Regions from separate parts of the Mus musculus genome. Here region 1 is linked to region 2. The links are chromatin contacts, called in public Hi-C maps. All regions are on one chromosome and are shown on one strand. Each heading gives the region's core, a stretch centred on a gene start, on an enhancer-like site or on the middle of the called end of the contact. The rest is flanking DNA. Distances are from core to core; before and after follow the strand shown. Region 1 overlaps Pgs1 (phosphatidylglycerophosphate synthase 1). Region 2 overlaps Tmc6 (transmembrane channel-like gene family 6).

What was found. A called contact is a pair of places that touch in the nucleus more often than the background predicts.
Region 1: a contact with region 2 is called in a Hi-C map of regulatory T cells, with 4 times the contacts expected there. The contact joins two enhancer-like sites. A contact is called at or near these places in 3 of 484 Hi-C or Micro-C datasets (CD8 T cells, embryonic stem cells and regulatory T cells), 1 of 115 datasets of contacts at active chromatin or transcription factors (pancreatic cancer cells) and 3 of 9 other capture datasets (adipose tissue, liver and pancreatic islet).

The regions. Positions count from the first base shown.
Region 1 is chr11:118,012,579-118,019,609 of GRCm38.p6, reverse strand. Pgs1 (phosphatidylglycerophosphate synthase 1) reads right to left here. Exons shown (of 10, transcript NM_133757.2): 8 at 4,888-5,036; 9 at 1-3. Among named protein-coding and RNA genes, the nearest start is that of Mir6933, 14 kb to the right of the region's middle. Within about 2 kb of position 4,034, at least 122 of the 459 cell types and tissues checked have an H3K27ac peak or open chromatin away from gene starts, as enhancers often do. A contact at or near this core is called in CD8 T cells and regulatory T cells, where this site is marked.
Region 2 is chr11:117,771,229-117,778,305 of GRCm38.p6, reverse strand. It overlaps Tmc6 (transmembrane channel-like gene family 6), which reads left to right. Exons shown (of 20, transcript NM_145439.3): 5 at 1-62; 6 at 1,963-2,068; 7 at 2,156-2,252; 8 at 2,460-2,717; 9 at 3,108-3,298; 10 at 3,940-4,084; 11 at 4,788-4,943; 12 at 5,208-5,359; 13 at 5,454-5,633. Among named protein-coding and RNA genes, the nearest start is that of Tmc6, 5.9 kb to the left of the region's middle. Within about 2 kb of position 5,740, at least 14 of the 459 cell types and tissues checked have an H3K27ac peak or open chromatin away from gene starts, as enhancers often do. A contact at or near this core is called in CD8 T cells and regulatory T cells, where this site is marked.

The sequences.
Region 1 (7,031 bases), core at 2,785-5,284, 240 kb before region 2:
CTCCTGAGGAGAGAAAGGACAGTCAGGCACTAGATGTGGGTCACTCTGTGGTTCCTAGACACCTGGTACAGCAGAGCTAGCTGTCTGTCCACAAGACCGGCCAGAGGCGCCAGCCACACAGCCTCCTGAGGACCCCAGCCAAGAGGCTCTGCCTCTGTATATCGCTGATTTAGCTCAACAGTTAGAGCTGGTGGGAAAACTATTTTAGATGTTTACCCCTCGTGAAATAAATTAGTGTGAGTTAAGTAAGATAAGAAACAGGGGTCTGGGGTAGGTGTCAATCAGTAGTAGCAGTATTCCTAGCTCATCATGTGTAACATAGAAAAGAAATGTCTAACACATGGCAGGTTCCCTTCCACCAACTGCAGGTCACTGTGCAGTATCAGCCACCACTGCTGAAGGGAAGTGACACTCGCCAGAGGTTGTCCCAAGAAAGCAACTATGATCTCACCCCCACAGTAAGATCTTTACAGACACTTGTGCAGCCACATTTACAGTGGAGAAAGGCTGGAAACCACCTAAATATCCAGTATTCACTTATAAATTAACCCAGATGACACACCAGTGTCAGGACTGACGTTAAGAGGAAAGTAAAGAAAAGTAACAGAAACCAGACATAGACACACAACATACAGCTGAACGCATGCCCACCAGACACCACAGAAACCAGACATGAGACACACAACATAAACATATAGCTGGTCCCAGAGAACACATGACCGCCAGACATCAAACCCTTCAGACACTCAAGCCCTGAATCCAACAGCGGCGTGTACATGCTCACACAGGCACGCTTTTATCCCGTTTCAGCGTTGGCAATTGGGCCTAGAGCCTCGTGCCTGCTAGGTGAGCAGGGTGCTCCACCACCCAGCTACAGCTCCAGTTGCCCACTTTTTAAAAAACTCTAAGATAGGATCTTACTAAATTACCTAGGCTAACCTTGAACTTACAGTCCTTCTGTGTCAGCTTCCAGAGCTGCTGAGATTGCAGCCCTGAACCACCCGGCCTGCCTCTCACATAGACATTTTATGTGTATCTGCAAATAGATGAGTGTATACATGCAGTTCCCACAGAGGCCAGAAGAGGGCATCATATTCCCTGGAGCTGAAGTTACAGGCAGTTGTGAGCCTCCCAATGGGCGCTGGGTCCTCAACAAGAGCTGGATAGACTCTGATCTCCAGCCAGGTCTCAAGACTTTTCAACACCATGTTATTTAAAATATCTAACACAACTGTAAGTATAAGATGTAATATCATCAATGTCATGTATCGTATGACGTTCTACTGCACTCTTCAGAGAAACAAGACAAAGCCTGAGCATATCCAAGTCAGAGCAAACCTCCTTACGCATTTCCCATCCACAGTGGTTGGCTCCTTGGACTTGGTACATACAGGAGTGGAAGGCTGAGAGTCGGAATGAAGACAGAGTGATCCAAGTGAGTCCCATGAAGACACAGTTTCTTCTGTCCCAAGCAATGTTTAAACTTTTACCTTTAAAACCAAGTTTTAAAAGATACATGCAGACTGATTGGTAAAGGCACTGCCTCCAAGCCTGACAATTCCTACGGTAGGAGAGAAGTGACTCCTTTAACTTGTCCACACCATGTTGTGGCACCAGTGTGTGTGAGTGTGTGCGTGCGTGCGCGCGTACGTAAGTGTGTGTGTGTGTGTGTGTGTGTGTGTGTGTGTGTGTGTACAGAAGGGATGGTAATAAAAGAAAACTAACATATACATGTTTGTCTCCAATCATATTAGGTTTGTGGAGCTGGGTCTGTGGAGACTTCTGCAAACCAGCCCCTCCCCCAGACCAGAGCTGGCTCCTCCACGGACCACAGCCCATAAAACCGGACAGCAGTATTCATGGTGTACTGGCTGGTTTTGTGTGTCAACTTGACACAAGCTGGAGTTATCACAGAGAAAGGAGCCTCCCTCGAGGAAATGCCTCCATGAGATCCAGCTGTAAAGCATTTTCTCAATTAGTGATCAAGGTGAGAGGGCCTACTGGGCTGGAGGTCCTGGGTTCTATAAGAGAGTAGGCTGAGCAAGCCAGGGGAAGCAAGCCAGTAAGCAGCATCCCTCCATGGCCTCTGCATCAGCTCCTGCTTCCTGACCTATTTGAGTTCCAGTCCTGACTTCCTTTGGTGATGAACAGCCATGTGGAAGTGTAAGCTGAATAAACCCTTTCCTCTTGAATCAACTTGCTTCTTGATTATGATGTTTGTGCAGGAACAGAAACCCTAAGACACAAGGCATGTGGGAACTGTCACAATGGGGAAGCCAGCTGTGGGGACATTTGTATGGACACTCTACACATGCTGTCCTCATGTTCTGGCAGATGCATTCCTGAGCATTTGGGCCACACCTACACCCATTCTGAGGGTCACAGCTTTATGACCATCAGCATACACAGGAGGTCCTGACAGAGCCTTGCAGGGCCAGCATCATCCGAAAGAGGAGCCAGGGGAGGAGGAGGAGGAGGAAGAGGAGGAGGAGGAGGAGGAGGAGGAGGAGGAGGAGGAGGAGAAGGAGGAGCAGCAGCAGCAGCAGCAAGAGGAGCAGGAGGAGCAGCAGCAATCCCAAGTATGTCATTTGAGAAAGTGGCGCACACCTTTAGTCCCAGCACTTGGGAGGCAGAGGCAGGCGGATTTCTGAGTTTGAGGCCAGCCTGGTCTGCAGACTGAGTTCCAGGAGAGCCAAAGCCATACAGAGAAACCCTGTCTCGAAAAAACCGAGAAGAGATCAGCTCAGGAGGGACAGACTCATCAGCAGTCCCTCCAGTCAGCAGAGTTGAGAGGACACCTCACCGAAGTCTCTGAGGCACTGCCCACAGAGGTAGAGACCCAGGGCCCAGCTCCACATCCCCTGTACTTGCTTCAAACTTGTGACTGTCGCAGAGGCAGCATCCTGAAGCCAATGCCCATGCCAAACTTTCAAACTCTGTCCTCACAGCTGGCTTTCCCATCATGGCAGTCCCCACACGCCATGAATACCAGCCTCAGGTTCTATGGGCTGTTTCTGTGGAGGAGCCAGCTTGGGACTGGTTTGTAGAAGTCTCCACAGACTCAGCTCCAGTTCTGCTCTTTAGTAAACACCCAGCCAAGATCTCAATTAAATTACCAGAAACGCTTCTGCGTCCTCACAGCGGCCGCAGCAGGGATGGAGGAGGAAGTCAGCTGGTGGGGTCACAGTGCTGTGCGAGGAGCCTCTCAGGTCAGGTGGGAAGCTAAGCTCTGAACCAAACCAGGACGCTTTCAGTTCTTACTGTTCGCTCTACTAGGGAGGGACTCGGGGCTCTGGTAAAAATATCTTCCATTTTCAAGGCTCCATACACAGACAGGGCCCTTCCCTGGGTCCCAAGAGAACTGCAGCAGACTTCTGAGTGTGGGGCCACAGGCCAAGGGCTGGGCACTCGAGGCTGCACACAGCACTCAGCAACCAGACACTGAAGGTCAGGAGGCCAGCTGCAGGCCTCAAAGCACACTGCAGCAAATGGAGCCATCTAGAAACTCATCTCTACTTCACAGACCCTGAATCAATACACTGTAGAGAATGGAAGCGCTACAGCAGCTTGAGCTGCCACCTTCCCACCATCCAAAGCCCCTGGGAGGCAGGTTTGGGAAGAAACTATCCCAAGTATGTCATTTGAGAAATCAGCTCAGACCACAACCAGGCTGCTTTCTCAAAATCCAGGATGTGGGTTTAAGTCCCCATCTCAGGAAGTGGGGTCTTGTCAGTACTAGGACCTGGGGCACAAGCCTGGGCACTTGCTTCCCCAAATCTCCCAGAATTCATTCTTGCCTAGGCCAGAAGCATTAGCAGCTCTTTCTGGGGAGGCATCTGCGCACAGAGCTCTCTGCACCAGCAAGAACAATCCGGCAGACCCACTGTCCAGAGCCACAGGCTCGCCCCTTCCTCACAGTCAGGCTCCGAGGCTAACAGTTACCCTGTTATGGGAAGCCCTTAGCTTGAGAGCTTCCTCAGTCAGCTGAAGGAAATCTGCTAGCACACCCAATCACCCGCTGGCTATAGGGCATGGCTGTTGTCACTTCCCCTTGCCCTGTCACAGAACCTTACTGGCACCTGGCCCTTGGTGACAAGGTTCCAGACACAGTAGCAGGTCCAGAGAACAAAGCAGTAAGAGCCACTTCCCCACCCACTCACCAGCAAAGCTGTGAACAGCCATTCCCAAACACCGCAGCCTGATGTCAGTGTGCAGGCTAGCGGGAGGGCTCAGCACAGAAGGAGCCTGGCCTACAAGCCCGAGACGCAAATACCTTAAGAGAGCCCATTTGCATAAATGGACCTCTACCTTTCACACAGGTGTCGTGGCACACGCACATCACACTCACCTCATACACACATGATAGACTTAAATAACCAAAATAAAAACCACCAAGCACGGCTCTGGAGGTCTGCCTGGGAGCAAGAGTCCTATATCCAAGACTCCAATAGGAATCTTGTTCCAACCCACACAGGGGCTCCTGCAAAGCAAAGCTGTTAGGTCCTTCCAAGACCAAAGCGCAGGGCTCTGCTGCAGGAGAATTCACAGGACAGCATGTCTGAGTCCTGAGCTGTCTGTTGCCTGCTCCACAGGGAGGGCCACAGCCACACAGCCACAGCCAACCCTGGGATTCACCCTCCCTTTTAGAAACGACTGGGCCCCATGCCCCAGTGAGGAAATGGTGGTCTCTCCAGCATGGAAGGAGGGAATGGCCTTGGCAAGATTCAAGCCTACCCTGGCAGTGCAATCAATAGTCAAAGGTCTAGCCTTGCAGGGTTTCTCTTAGACTTGAGAGACACACAGTCTCACTTCCTGTCTTTACTGACAAAGGCACGAGCCGCCTGTGAGGACAACCATGTACCCAAGAACCCTACCGCTCCAACCAACCTGATGAAGCTGCTGCTGCAGGGACCGGCTCTCCGTCACGATGGCAATCTGGGCTTCCAGGTCCCGGTGAACTGACCTGTACCCAAAATTAGGAGAGCCAATCAGCGTGAGGCAGGGCAGGCTGCTCCCTGCCAGGTACAGCCAGAGGCCTGCGGGAAAAGGAAGTGCAGACAGGAAGTGAGCTCAACACCTGCCAGGTCTCTGCCACACACCGTCCTCTCAACCTAGGAGGGAAGCAGCCACAGGGCAGCATCAGGGCGCACTGAACCAGGCTCCCTCCTGCCTGCTACTGCCATGGTGCTCCACACCACTGAGTGCAGGGCCATTTGTCTCTCTGCTACTTCGGCTGTGGCTCACGCCCCTAGCAGGGAGAGCTGGCTTCTCTGAATGAACTTTGTCAATGATGTCCTTGGGGTCTTCCCCTCCCCCTAACTGCTCTCCAGAGACCACTAGCCCCAGCTCTTTCAACTGCCTGAAGCACCTGTTGGCAAAGTGCAGCTCAAGACGGAGCTCACCAGAGCCTCCATCCCTTCTGGGAGCCCAGAACAAACAGGCAAGTAGGCTCTACCCTACCTAACAGCAGAGGTGGCTGTCACATGGTGTTTGAGGCATTTGGTAGGACCAGGCCTGCCTACATACAGCTGCCCACCTTTTCTACCTCAGGACACCTAGGAGTTTGCTCGTGTCTCTAGTTACCACCTGCACCACATAAAGAAGTGTGCTGCCAGTGGGTCCCACAGAAGCTGCTCTGTCACAGTACACATGGGGACACTGCTGTTCTAGCAGGATCTTAAGTACTACTAGATGCCTATGGCAGGTCCCATTCTGCACTCTCTTCTATGATCTCAAGCTCCAAGGCTTCAGAGCCAAGCCCCACAGAGCTAGTCCTGAGCATCTGTCCTCCCCAGGCTAGCCTAGCAGCCTCTACCCTTCTTCCCCTTACTAGCCTGAGGAAGTTTATCCAAGAAAGCCAGCCAGCTCCCCTGGTCTGCACCAGGCCAGCTCCCTGTGGCCCTCCCATCACAGATCCTCCATCAACGAAATCCACAGAGAGCCCACACACATGCTGAGACATCACAGACACATGGCCTGTATGTAACACACATGCTGCTACAGCAGAAAACTGCTTCCTAATGTCCATGCAGAGCAGAGTTTCAAGAACTGCTTGGGCAACAGCTGACAGGGCTGCTGCTCACTTCTGTGGCTGGTGTCCTGCCCTTGAAGGCCTCAGCAAAGCCACCTGCCGGCTTCAGCAATAAGACAAGAGGCCAGAGGATGGTGTCCCTCCCACCCCCTGGCCAGCAGCTCTGCTCCAGGCAGCTCTCCCTATCCAGGGATCCAGGCCATGTCTACTCTTGCACACCTCAAGTTTTTCATGTGTTTAAGTTTCCCTGTCCCCACCTCAGATTTCCCATAGCATGGAACCAGGGCAAAGAATCCTCGGGACAGGAATCCTTCCTTCCCACTGCACCCAGACTGGGTCTGCTTGGTACAACTTGCCAACCACCTTCTGATCTTGCTCAAAGAAAGGAGGGGGACACCCTCCATGGGTCAGGCTGCTTCCCACATATGAAAAGCAAGATTTTCCTCTAACACCAAACCCTGAGACTCTATGACCCTGGGGGTAAGGTTGTAACGCTGCCTCCTCACAAGCCTAGGCTGACCTCCACACGGCCTCTTTAGAGACATGTGTGTAACTACTGTCAAGCTCCAGCCCCTCACCCCAGAGCCTCACCCTGGCCCCTAATGTGTCTACCATTCCAGGAGCCAGCAAGAAAAAGACAAGTCTGGGGAGAAAAAGGTGATTGTGGGAGTAGACCAGGGTGGGGCTAGTTCTAGCCCAGAGAAATTCCAAAGCACTGAGTACCAGAGAAATCCACTGCAGCTACAAACAGCTTGGCATTCACTACAAACCTGTAGCTAGCATGACACAATGACAGTGACTCAGAGCCCAGAGACCCTTGCGGCCTGAGGCCTCCTGAGGATGCCCTGCCCAGTGCCCTACAGTCTTGTCCCTGGAAGTCTGGGGTGTGGCTCAGTTAGTTGACAGAATGCTGGCCTAGCATGCACACAGAGCCCTGGGATGGATCTCAGCACATAGCCCAGCACTCAGAGGTGGAGGCCCAAGATCAGAGTGTCAGAGT
Region 2 (7,077 bases), core at 4,491-6,990:
TGCCCGGCCCAGCCTTCGCCTGTATGACCTGGAGCTGGACTCCACAATCTTGGAGGAGGATGGTGAGTTGAGTAACCCAGCCAGCTGGCTGGGCAGGAGCTAGAACACAACAGGGTCAGCAAGTCTCTTTCTACTGCTGCCAAGGGCATACCAGACTAGTGGCCCCAAGGGCTGCTTTTTGCATACCAGACTAGCGGCCGAGGTCTTTTCCAGGGCTGGTATTTAAACCCCACTCACCATTACCACCAAATCTATCACTGAGTGCAGGGGAGCCTTCCAGCAGGCAGTGGTGGTCAGTAGCTCCAGTAATAGCTCTTAGCTTACTTCTTGCTGGGTGAGACAAATAGGAGCTGAATAAACGGGTGAGCAGGAGCCTGAAGCTCAGACACAAGCGCAACTGGAGAGGACTCCAGGAGGGCGAGCTGGGAGCAGCCCAGCCCGGGGCTCCTGGGAGGCTTCCTGGAGGAGTTAACTGGAGTGGAGGAGGCAGGTGCCAAGGCCCACAGGCTGGAACAAACCTGGTTTCGTTCAGAGCCAACGTGGAGAGGCTTGGGGGACAGAGGCAAGCCCGCGCGCGGCTACTGACAATGGGAGCTGAGTGGCTTGCAGTGTCGTGGGCTCTATTTACTTTGTCGCCTGGCCGAGGCCATGTCCCACCTTCCAGAGGGCCTGCTCTCCCTGGCTTCTTTCTCCTTTCCTCCCCTCGTCTTCCCTTTCTGTGGGTGTGAACTGTGAGCATTAGGCAAACACTCTACTGTTGGTCTATGTCTTCAGGCTCTTGGTGACTGAAGACAGGGTCCAGGCCTGCTCAGGTTGGCTCTGAACTCTGGTCCTTTTGCCAGAAGATGGGTCCCTGGCCATGCCTGTGAGGGGTAGATGACTTATCTATAAAGTTGGAGTTACAAAATTCCCTCCATGGGCTGGATATAAAGATGAGGGCTGCATCTCATTATATTGTGGGGCCGGAAGTGTGGTAAACTCTTCTTCCTGTTGCTGTGGTATAGTACTCTGCCCAAAGCAGCATACGAGACACAGGGTTTTACTCTGGCTCACGTTCAGACTACAGCCCAGTGTGTCAGGTTGTCAGGGTGACAGGGGCTTTGAGCAGCTGAGCATGAGTCCAGTTGTCGTGAATGAAGGAACACTGGGGCGCAGCTCACCTCCACTTTATATCATGCAGGATCCCCTGTTCAAGCCGGGCATGGTGGCGCATGCCTTTAATCCCAGCACTTGGGAGGCAGAGGCAGGCGGATCTCTGAGTTCGAGGCCAGCCTGGTCTACAAACTGAGTTCCAGGACAGCCAGGCCTCACAGAAAAACCCTGTCTCAAAAAACAAACAAACAAACAAACAAACAAACAAACAATTCCCTGTCCAGCGTTATGGCGGGTCTTCCCACACTGATTAAAATCATCACCATAACCCCTCACGGGCATGCCCAGGGACCCATCTTCCGGTGACTCTAAAGTCTGTCAAGTTGTCACTAATAACATCACAGTAGCCATGAGGAGGCAATTCTGACCCCTGCCCATTCCCTTGCCGCTTTGTACATCTATCCTGACAGGCTTGGGACTTCTTGGGGTCCCTGAGAATACCACTGGGGGAGAATACCACTGGCCCCTGAAAGTCTTTATGTTGAGACTCAGGGTACCTGAGAAGCAGGGTGTGGGTGGGTGGCAGCCCACCCCCTCCACTCCACCAGGAGGAGATCATTCACTGCTGGGAAACACTGGGCTCCCTAGGCCTGGATCAAGGATGTCTGTCGGGTTGTGGTGGAGACAGGAGAATGGGCTCCTGAGAGGTAGACGATTGAGGGAGAGGATGGTCTGGACTGTTGCCTGCGTCAGAGGGCAGCCATCTGGGTGGTCTCAGGGGCTTGTGTTGGGCTGCAAGCTGTCCAGGGCCCTGGTCAATATGCAGCAGGAAGGATGCTGGGCACTGAGGGATCTTTTTCCTCTGGGCAGAGAAGCGGAGCCTGCTAGTAAAGGAGCTTCAAGGTCTGTCGGCGGCCCAGAGGGACCACATGGTGCGGAACATGCCCTTGAGTCTGGGTGAGAAGCGCTGTCTTCGGTGAGTGCCCCATGGCCTCTGCTGGCCTGCCTGAGCCTCCCTCTGTGGTTTAGGCATTTATGGTCTAGGCATTGTCTCTGTCCCCAGAGAGAAAAGTTGGAGCCCAAAGGGAAAGCGGCGGCACCTGCAGGGTCGAAGCGGGGCCTTCTCCTGCTGTAGCCGGCTCAGATACACCTGCATGCTGGTATGGTGTGAGCCCTGAGCTGTGAGGTCACCCTGCTGTGGATGTGGGTGGCTGGGGTTGAGGACACCTGGGGCTGTGCATGCGTGTGTGTGTGTGTGTGTGTGTGTGTGTGTGTGTGTGTGTGTGTGTGTATGTGTGTGCTCGCGAACAAGTGAGACCTGTCCTGGTATCCCAGCCCTCAGGGCTGTCCTCCGTCTGTTCCTCCAGGCTCTTCATAGCCTGGGGCTGGCACTGCTCTCAGGCCTGTATGCTGCCAGGCCGTGGCGCTATGCTCTGAAGCAGATCGGTGGCCAGTTTGGCTCCAGCGTCCTCTCCTACTTCCTCTTCCTCAAGACCCTGTTGGCCTTCAACGCGCTGATGTTGCTGCCTTTGCTGGCCTTCCTCGTGGGTGTTCAGGCTGCCTTTCCACCTGACCCAGCAGGCCCCGTGCCTACGTTTTCTGGTCTGGAACTCCTCACAGGCGGGGTGAGGCCTTCAGCTCCTGCCTTGGCCAAGAACTGGTGCCAGGCTTGTCCTGACTCTCCTGGTGGGCTCTTGCCTGTTCCTAGATATCTCTATGGGTAGCTTTCCCTTCTTCTGGAGGCCCAAGAATGGGCTAGGGCAGTGGTTCTCAACTTGTGGGTCCCAACAACCCATTTGGGGTCTGAATACAGTATCCTGTGTATCAGGTATTTACATTACAATTCATAATGGTAGCAAAATTACAGTTTTGAAGTTACAATAAAATAATCTTATGGTTGGGGGTCTCCACAACATGAGGAGCTGTATTAAAGGGTCGCAGCATTACAAAGGTCGAGAACCCCTGGGCTAGGGGAAGGGAGAGAGGATGTCTGACTGTGCTTGGCCTCCTGACAGGGCCGGTTCACACACACAGTTATGTACTACGGCTACTACAGTAACAGCACGCTGAGCCCGTCATGTGACGCCCCTCGGGAAGGTGGCCAGTGCAGTCCCAGGCTGGGCAGCCTGCCCTATAACATGCCGCTGGCCTACCTCTTCACAATGGGGGCCACCTTCTTCCTTACCTGCATCATTCTGGTATACAGGTATACCTTAACCACGGAGCCCTCACTCTGAGCACCTTCCTCTCACCTGTGGCTCCTACATTGTCTATCCAGCTCTTTTCCACTCATCCCCTTATCCGTTCTCCCATGTCTGCCTACCCATGTTCCTATTGAGACATCCACTTACCCACCCATCTCTCTATCCTGATTACGTCTTCTGTGCATACAGCTATTGATTTTTCCATTCACACCCATCCACCCATCCGTCCATCTGTCCATCTACCTGCCTGTCTACCTGTCTACCCACTTGCCCATCTAACCATTCCTGTATCCCCTACTTGTGCTTTCTTCTGTCAGTCCCTCGATCCATTTGTGCATCCACCCATCTGCCCACCTACTTTCCTGCCAAACCATATTTCCCATCTATCCACATAGCCATCTATCTATCATCCATTCACTTACCCATCTATCTGTCCATCTACCCATCCATCCACCCACCCATCCACCCACCCACACACCCACCCATTCATCCATCCATCCACCCACCCACCTACCCAACCATCCATCCATCTATCCATCCATCCATCCATCCATCCATCCATCCATCCATCCATCCGTCTACTCATCACCTGTCTGTCTACCCATCCTCCCATTGTTCACTGCTTGTCTCTGCTGCTCTCTAGCATGTCCCACTCCTTTGGGGAGAGCTACCGGGTTGGCAGTACCAAGGGTATCCATGCCCTTACGGTCTTCTGCTCCTGGGACTACAAGGTGACACAGAAGAGGGCTTCCCGTGTCCAACAGGACAGCATCTGCACTCAGCTGAAGGTAAGCAGCTACCAGTCCCATGCATGCTGCCTAGTTTCTGCAGACCTTATCCTCTCAGGAGCAAGTAGCCAGATCTGTGTGGAAGTGGTGTATGACTGTGAGCTGGCCTTGAGGTTCTGGGCTGTGGTGGTCTTTCCCTAACAGTGACCAGGAGGTCTGATGTTCCTGTACCTTACTTCAGCTGGGGCCTCCGTGGCATTATCCCTGAGTGTCAGTGACATGAAGGTGCTGGAGTTACTGGAACTGCTTCCCTTTTCTGGGGAACTTTGCCTTCCTACCCTCAACCTATCAGCTGTGAACAGCTTCCTTTATAGTACTAGTGACTACAGTGGTCAGGGGCTAAGGACTGCTGGGGAAATGGAGGCACAGTGATCAGATCCTCTGTTCAAGGTCACAGGGGCCACTCTGGGGTTTCATGAGAGTTTTTCTTGTGGACAGGTGTCCACCCCCCCCCCAGGGGCTCTGGTCGGCTAGGGGCTGCCCATGTCCATTGAAGGGGACAAGGGACACAGGCCAGGCACTGGGCTTCCTAGAGTTAAGACTGTGGTGAAGGGATGAGGAGGGACAGGCCTTAAGCTGGTGGCCATCCTGGACTCCCTGTGTCCTAGATGTATGGCCTGAGCCTCTTTAGGGAAGGGAGGGGCTGGGGCAGCCTGCTTGTGTGTCAGGCTGTCCAGTGACAGAGACACACTACCATCTTCAGGAGCTGTTGGCTGAATGGCACCTTCGAAAGCGCCCTCGGAGTGTGTGCGGGCAGCTGAGGCAGGTCGTCGTTCTAGGTCTGGGGTGGCTGCTGTGTCTGGGCTCCACAATGGGCTGCACGGTGGCTGTCCTCACCTTCTCAGAGGTAATGATTCAGGTAAGGCAAGGGATAGAATGCCCAGTGGCTGAGATTCCATAACCCCATCAGGCCTGGGCCACCCCCGCCTCCCCCCACGGTTCTAATGCTCTCCCTTGCTTCCTGTGTGGCCGGAACCCAGGCCTGGAGCAAGCTGTGTGTCTTGGGAGAGGAAGTTGCCCCCATTTTCCAGCCAGACCCTTCCAGTAGTGCCTGCTCCCCACAGGGTGGCATGTCCCTGTGGGTAGTGCATCTTTTCTAAAGGAATCCTCTCTCTTCTCATAGAGACCTGCTTCTGGTGGCCAGGGGGTGGAGGCGTTGGCCTTGCCCCTGGTGGTCAGTGTCCTTAACCTGGGTGCCTCCTACCTGTTCCGTGGTCTAGCCACTCTGGAGCGACATGACTCCCCTGTGTTGGAGGTATACATGGCCATCTGCAGGTGTGTGGCTGGGAGCGTGGGCTGCTGGGTAGGGCTCCTCGGAGTGTCTGTTGTCCGGCCTCCCCCTTAGCCTCCAAACCCTCCACCTGCACAGGAACCTCATCCTGAAGATGGCCGTCCTGGGTGTGCTTTGCTATCACTGGCTGGGCCGCAGGGTGGCCACCCTGCAGGGTCAGTGCTGGGAGGACTTTGTGGGCCAGGAGCTGTACCGCTTCATGGTCGTGGATTTCATCTTCATGCTCTTGGACTCCCTTTTTGGAGAGTTGGTGTGGAGGTGAGGATGGAGGCCTTCCCACCCTGTCCTCTGGGCTCTGGGTACCAGCCTGTGAAAGGTTCTTAGACAAGGAGGATGGTGGGAGGCAGGATGTGGGGTAGTTTCAGGTGGAAAGGAAAATGGGGTTTCAGTATTGCTTATAGACAGCGGAAGAGAGAGAAGTCATCATGTCCCGGGGGTGGGGCGCGGCTTCCAGCTTTCTGAGCAATCATTGACTCCTGTGTTTCCTTTGAGAGGACATGGAGTTAAGGAGAGTTGAAAAGTAAGACATTGTTCTTCAACGCTTTTCTTTTTGGTTTTCTGAGACAGGGTTTTTCCTGTGTAGTCCTGGCTGTCCTGAATTCACTCTGTACACCAGGCTGGCCTTAAACTCATAGAGATCCATCTGCTTCTGCCTCCTGAGTGTTGGGGTTGAAGGTGTGTGCCACCACACCTGGCTTCAATCTTTTCTTAGACTTTTTTTTAATTGTGGTGTGTGTGTATGTGTGTGTGTGTGTGTGTGTGTGTGTGTGTGTGTGTGTGTGTGTGTGTGTGTGTGTAGGTCAGTTCTTTCCTAACACATGGATCCTGAGGATTTAACTCAGGTCATTACGTTGGGTACATTTATCTGCACATCCATCTTACCAAGCCTTTTCTGCCCATTTGAGGTGAATCCTGAGAAGTCACCCAGCCTTACTCCAGACTGCCTACTTCCTCCTTCTGAGGGGATTACAGGCCTAAGCCTATGCCACCTGACCTAGAAGTCCTTGTTTTGAGACAAGGTCCCAGCTGGCCTGGAACTCAGAGATCTGCCTGCCTTTGCCTGAGTGCTGAGATTAAAGGCATGCGCCACCATGCCCTGTCACCTCTTGCTTTCTCGACACACGGTCTCACCTTGTAGTATAGGCTGGCCTTGGCCTCCTGAATGCTGCTTTGTCTTTGTCTTGGCTGCCTTGGAGCTCACTATGTAGTCCTGTCTTGCCTTATTCGTGGAATCTTCCTGCCTCAGCTTCCTGAGTGCTGGTGTTTCAGACGTGCACCGCCTTGCCCATTCCATTTGTAGTTATTTTCTCATTCGTATTCTTGTCGTGTGTGCATGTGTGTGTGTATCTGTGTGTAGGTGTTGGTGGTGGTAGAGGCTGTGAGAGGGAGTCAGATGTCTCTCCCCAGCCACAGCTGCTGTTACAGGCAGTTCTGAGCTACCTTATGTGGGTGCTGGGAACTGAATTCGAGTCCTTTGGAAGAATAGCAGGTGTTCTTAACCACTGAGTGGTCTCTCTACCCCCAACGCCCCCTTTGTTTGGTTTTAGAGCAGTACAACTCAAAACAAGAAACAAACAAAAAAAACCCAAAAAACAATTAATCGGGCAGTGGTGGTGCATGCCTTTAATCCCAGCACTTGGGAGGCAGAGGCAGGCGGATTTCTGAGTTCAAGGCCAGCCTGGTCTACAGAGTGAGTTCCAGG